Linked DNA regions of Gossypium hirsutum: region 1 is linked to region 2. A link is a contact called in public Hi-C data. All regions are on one chromosome and are shown on one strand. Each heading gives the region's core, a stretch centred on a gene start, on an enhancer-like site or on the middle of the called end of the contact. The rest is flanking DNA. Distances are from core to core; before and after follow the strand shown. Region 1 has its middle 31 kb from the start of LOC107950097. Region 2 has its middle 16 kb from the start of LOC107950098.

Evidence for each region. A called contact is a pair of places that touch in the nucleus more often than the background predicts.
Region 1: a Hi-C map of leaf shows a contact between it and region 2, with 1.8 times the contacts expected there. The contact joins two enhancer-like sites. A contact is called at or near these places in 14 of 34 Hi-C or Micro-C datasets (anther, callus, cotyledon and 5 more).

The regions. Positions count from the first base shown.
Region 1 is chrD03:37,460,966-37,464,274 of Gossypium_hirsutum_v2.1, forward strand. No RefSeq gene overlaps it. Among protein-coding and RNA genes, the nearest start is that of LOC107950097, 31 kb to the right of the region's middle. Within about 2 kb of position 1,371, at least 3 of the 9 cell types and tissues checked have an H3K27ac peak or open chromatin away from gene starts, as enhancers often do. A contact at or near this core is called in leaf, where this site is marked.
Region 2 is chrD03:37,420,453-37,423,799 of Gossypium_hirsutum_v2.1, forward strand. No RefSeq gene overlaps it. Among protein-coding and RNA genes, the nearest start is that of LOC107950098, 16 kb to the left of the region's middle. Within about 2 kb of position 1,674, at least 4 of the 9 cell types and tissues checked have an H3K27ac peak or open chromatin away from gene starts, as enhancers often do. A contact at or near this core is called in leaf, where this site is marked.

The sequences.
Region 1 (3,309 bases), core at 121-2,620, 40 kb after region 2:
ATATTACTTAAAAACTAATAAATTAAACACGTAAAATCACATGCAATACATGTGCTATTAGAAACTAGTAATACATAAAAGTACGAGTTTAGAGAAACTTTTGGACCAATGAGAATACTATTTATTATTCATTAGATTACTAAATTGGCATTAGATAAAACTATTTTTTATTTTTTAAAATAATAGAATTTTTATTCAACTATATAACTAAGTTGAAGTCTACAGTATTAAGAATAAATATATTAATTAATTATTAATAACTGATAAAATTGTATCAATAATAATTTTTATGGTCTGAACTACAGAGTTGAGCATATTAATTAATTATTAATGTATATTATTTTAAATTAATTATTATTTAATTAGTGTTACAATTATATACGAGCGAATATTAAGATTTACGAAATTTAAGTATTTTCAAATAATATCACCAAAAAAATGGAAATTATTAGCATTGGTACATTTGAAGTGTCTAAAAAATGATGGAGTATTAAAGTATTAAATTTTCGAAGAGGAAATTTCAAGTCATACTCAAATGACAATTCCACATGGAGAGGTGAAAAATCATTTTAATCAATGATAAGGTAAAATCATGATATTCTTTCATCACACATTTATTTAGTTGATTATATATATTATACTTACCATTATTCACTTTTCTCTATCATTCTATTGTCTAATGTGAAATTTTCACTTTATAATTGTACATTCTTATCATTTTGTAATTACTATTATAATTATAATTTTATAATAATTTGCAAGTCCAAAATAATTATATTTATTTTTACTTTATGCTATTTTATAATAATTCCAAAAATATCGTATTGTTTTAAATTGTTTCTTACTTGGAATAAAAATTTACTTTTACTTTTATATTAAAACCAAATTTAATTTTTTAACAGAGTAAATTTAATAAAATATTAAATTGCACTTTATATTAGTTCTAAAATATATTTTTATAATTTTTTTAACAATTTCATTATAGTTATGATTAGATCTGCTCTTTTTAATACAAAACTTAGAATTACTCATAGTCCCTCTCCAACCAATAATTAAGAGGACAATATGCTCCTCCTATATTGACAATAATACCCATGTAAATCGAGTTAAAATTCAATGATTATTTTTCTAGTATTTTAAATTATTAGAAGTTATATAAGTAATATGTGATTATAAAATATTTAAATTATTTTATGGTACATGGAAAAATAATGAATCAGGTAGTATTAGAAAAAAGTCAAAATTTGATTACTTTGTAATTATGTAGCTCAATATCCTTTTCAATCTCTTTAGCATCTTTTGCCTTTAGTTTATGATAAAAACATAATGAAGTGGGGTGAGGTGTTACGGTCTCCGTACGGAATTGTACCTTTGCTAATTTCCAAGAGAAAAGGAACAAGTTTCATTAAAGCGCACCTAAATATAGCTTTCCAGTTTTGTCCTATAATAACAATATTTTTATAATATAAACGAAATAATGATTTTTTATTTTATAAATGTATTTTTTTGGTGAAATATTTTATTATAAATATTGAATACGAACAAATATCATTTTGAATTGTCTTTATAAAGAAAAGGGTTATATTTGGGTGGTGTGCACGCCTGCCAACGCACAACAGCAATTTCCAACCAATAAGACAATTGCCACATGGGATGTGGTCACATCCACATGCAGATTGATTAAATTAATTCATAAATTACCCTTTCTATTTTTTGACATATTATCAATTACCTACTTACTATTTACTATTACTATTATTATTATTTTATTACTTTTTTTATTGATGGACCGACCATGACAAATTGACAAATTAATCTGGACCCACCTTTTGAAACCAATAATGAAACTATGAAACCATTTTGTCATAGTAGGTTTGTTTTTTTTTTTTTTAACATTACATGAGATAATTCGATAAAATTTTGATATTGAGTAATTTATTTTATATTAATTTTAATTATATCACAGTGTTAATGTTTTTTTTGTCAATTTTATATAATTTTAATAGTTTTTAAAGTTTACACATTCTATCTATATATTTGAAGTTAAAGGTTTTTTTTAGAAAGCTATTTTGTTATATAAATTTTTTATATATATTTTTTCTAGATAATTTTTTAGAATCATGACTAATTTGATCAAATATGTAAATATTGAGGGTTTAATTTTTTATTATATCTATCAAAATCATCTTTTAAGATAATGCATTTCAACACACTTGAAATTACATCTTCCTACATTGATACCAATCGAGCTAAGACTGCATGATAAAAATTAACTTTTAAAATTAATAGTGGAGTATTGCTTAAAATCTAAATATATGACAATATTTGAATGAAAAATATTTGATATATTTTGTTGTCATTTGAAATATAATGTGTTAAAAATTTTAATATATATTGTTTTAAAAATATTGGAACATTATATTTATTAATTCGTATAATGTCAAATTTAGCTCTCAGCATTTATACTTTTTGTCAATTTGACCCTTATCTTTTAAGTTAAATTTGACCCTCAGCCTTTTAAAAAAAGTCGATCATTCGCCTTTCAAAAAGAGTTCAATTGTTTTTTTTTTAAATTGAAATACTAACTAAAATGTTAAATTTTTAAACATGGCAACTCGAATGACAATCCACATGTACTTCATGCTTTTCTTTTTGAATTTTTATGAACTTTTTATATTTTTTTTGAATTTTAATTTTTTTAAATTAACTATTGACATAATATATAAGACAAATAGTACCATGTCAACATGAAAGTACACATGGATTGCCATGTAGATTGTCACACCAACATCGTTAAAAAATTAATATTTTAGTCAACATTTCGGTTAAAAAAATGATTTGACTCTTTCAAAAGGTTGATGATCAAATTTAGCGCTAAAAAAGAATAATGACCAAATTGACAAAAGATGTAGATGTTAAAGGTTAAATTTGATATTATGCCTTATTAATTTTATTATTATGGGATTTGTTTTTATTAGATCATCACAATCATAATTAAAGCAGTAGTTGGTTCCAATTAAAGAGATTCTTATGCAAACAGCATCTTAGATTGCTTTGGTGTCATACATTATTTATGTCTTTTAATAAGGATTTGAGATTTTGTGTTAGTTCATAAAGATTTAAGATTTTACAGATAAAATCAGGTATTCGTTGATGCTAATTAAAATAGTGATTCTACCATAACAACAAAGAGATGTGCTATGGAATACCTTTTTATTGGACTTCTTTAAATTAAAATACAAATCTTACTAATCTATCGTCACATATTTATTAGTTGTTAAAATAAACATTACATTTGTTTAATATAAA
Region 2 (3,347 bases), core at 424-2,923:
TCATTATGCAATTTTATAAGCAAAAACTAAAGATATTTTATAAGTGGATAATTTTCTTTTAATTAAAGTTATTATTATATTGATTTATTTTTTAATGTATATATGTATATTTGCATCCTACTCAAAATAGTAAGAAAATTTCGCCGAAATTCGAAAAAAGAAAAATGTTAGAATCCATTTGAAACATGGTAATTGGTATCATATCAGAATTGTGTGGATTCATTAATACGTATTGTCTCAGTTCTAAATCAGTAGCAAATCGTCTATGTTCTGTTTCAGTTAAAATTTTGGTATGTTTCGGTCATTTCAATGTATCTCAATCCGTTTCGATTAATATCAGTTTGTACCGGTTGATACAAAATTTTAGCATTTTAAACTAATTTTTAAAAATTTTATTTTAACCATTTTCATTTTCCAAAATTACATTTAAAATGGAAAATGAAAAGTTATTAAATTGAATTATTCAACCCAATTAATCAATTTAAAACTTACATTTAGATATAAATATATATGGATATAATTGAGATATATTTGCATGTTAATATAATATATAATTTATTTTTTAATCAAAATAACATAATTTATGAGAAATAAAAATTAGACTATAACTATATATAAAATATTGAAATTTATATATAATTTATCAAGAAACTAAAAATTAGACTATAAATATGAATATGCGAGAAAATAATTAAAAACATTTATATCGAAACAAGCGGGTATAGATATGTACTAGTACTAAGACAAAAACGGTACGGCCACAGGTACAATAATAACTACCTTGATTTGAACTCAAAATCCTTTTCAATTAAATTTTATGAAATATATGTTGGTCTAACTCAAACTTGAAAGTCTTAACTTAAAAGGAAGCACCTGTTTGCATGGGTTTGAATCGTGTTACCCCTATTCCCTACTCTTAATATTGTATAAAAAAACTTGAAAAGATATGAAAATTAGATGATAAAAGGGAGACAATAACTTAAATCCTATTCTAAATAGACTTAGAAATAACTCGTGCTTAGACGAATCCATGAGTTAGATGGTTGGAGTAAGGAGTTTGTAGCAAAGGATGCAATCACAAAACGATGGTTCGGATAACATGGGGTTGTCTTGGAATAAATGTATTGGAAGTGGGTTGAGTGCATTTAGAATTAGGAGATTGGGGTGTTTTTCTTTCTTTTTATTTTTTTTCTCCCAACGATCGATTAAAGTGGTTGAAAAAGTAAAGGAAATAATTGAAGGAAAAGGTCGTTCATGTTGGGATTTTCCACCCTCCCAAAAAGCAATGCTTTTTTGTTGGCAATGCTATCTTGCCCAAACCTCAGCCTGCTTTTTATCTTTTTTCTTCTTTTGGCCTGTGTGTTCGAATATATTATTGTGCTGTTTAAGGTATTTTCATTAATGTTAATTTTCTTTCTTTCTTTCTTTTTCTAAAAAATAACAATGGATATCTTAATTTTTATAAAAGAGATTTTATTATTTATATTTGAAATTATTGGAAAACCCTCAAAATTTATCCAAGGATGTTACAATATTCTATAGGTTCTTGGAATTTGTGGTTGGGAAAAGCTCAATTTACAATATTCTATCCATCATGGAAAGCCCTAGCATTACATGTGGGTGTGTAGGCTAGCATTTAATTTCATGCTTCACTCCATGATGTCATTTTTTTTTCTCATTGTGGGGGTGGGCAAGGTTCAAGATATGGACTTGTCAATGGACAAGTTGCAGTGCATACAGATGCTTTATGACCCTATAACATAAAACAAACCCATCATCCATTATTGTTTTCACATTTTATTGCTTAATAATTTTTCAGATTTATATTTAATATATACTTGTCAGTGAAATAAAATTATCTTTTAACAATTTTATTGAAATGATATTATTTAATTTACACATCTATAATTATGTAATAAGTATCAACTTTAATTTTCTTTCTTATAATTTGGTGGAAAAGCTAGCTCGACTTACCAAATTAATTGAAGATAACAAAAAATTGATTTTGTAAAATCATATTTGTATTATAACTATCTTAACTCTTAAATTGATTTGTGTTTGTGATTGGGACTCGGCCTTGAAAATTTTGAGATTATTTTGATTTCTTGGGTTAATTATCAATTTAGTGTATGTAATAATTGATTAGATTATGATTATGTATATAGATTTAATTATGATTACAACTCTTTCACAATTTCAAAAATTAGATTTACTTATTTTATGTTTTTTTAGTATTTTTCGTTTTCTACATTCAACTTTTTTAGGTTGTTGGTAGTAGTTTTTCCAATACCTTTTTCGTATTTTTTTTTTAATTTCAATCCATATTATCGTGATTTTATCCACAATTTCATAGTTTTATTTTGTTCATAGTTTCGCAGTTTTGTTCTGTACAAAATTTTTGTGGTTTTGTTTTGTCCACTATGTTTTCTTTAAAAACATATGCGATTTTATTTTTACTTTTAATTTTTAGTCATGTTCTGGCACATATGCGAGATTTGTCAATATAAGGGTGCTATTAGATCTATTAGGAACCGTTCTTGAAGGACTTTATTATGATAGATCATAGTGATGGTGATAGATTCAAGATGATGAGGAGAAGAATAGGCCATCTAAGACTTGGTCTTTTGTGCATCATTGATGCGGTGGGTTTCTTGGGTCTTTAGGCAATTTTTTCTTGGTCAATCGGTGTTTATCATCAAGTTGATTTGATGATGGTGAAGCTAGGATGCAAATTTCAGCAATTTGATCAAGTTGATGAATCTATTATTTTGTTTTTGAATTATTTCAGTATTGCAGCTGCTGTCAAATTGTCTTTTTTTTTTTAGATTACTTTGCAGACATGACATTTGTGCATTAATTTGCAATGATTTATTTATTGTTTGTACTTTGTGTCATGTCTTTGCATTATTATTATTCATGGTTCCTATTAATAATAGTATTTTCTTTTAAAAAAATTTAAATTTAGTTCAAATCTCCTTTTTATATTTTTTATTTTTTAATGAAATAATATTTTAATTTATAGAAACCGTAAACAGCAGTAATATGTAGGCATGATACATAGTATAGAATGACAAATAAAAATGCCTACAAGAGTTCGATAGAAGGGAAAGACAAACTAACAATAAAAACACTTTGAAGGTTAAAAAATGTATTAGAGATGCATCAACTCGATCAACTACCAATTATTGTTTCTTACCCTATCATAGGTAGACTATCCCAATAGCAAATTCCGGTTATAAACCACCAAAAATTCTCACCACATCAATAATGCATGAAAAACCTTATCTCAAATGATCTATCATCATCATTATTATCTCGAAATCTAATCTTGCGATCACTATCACAAT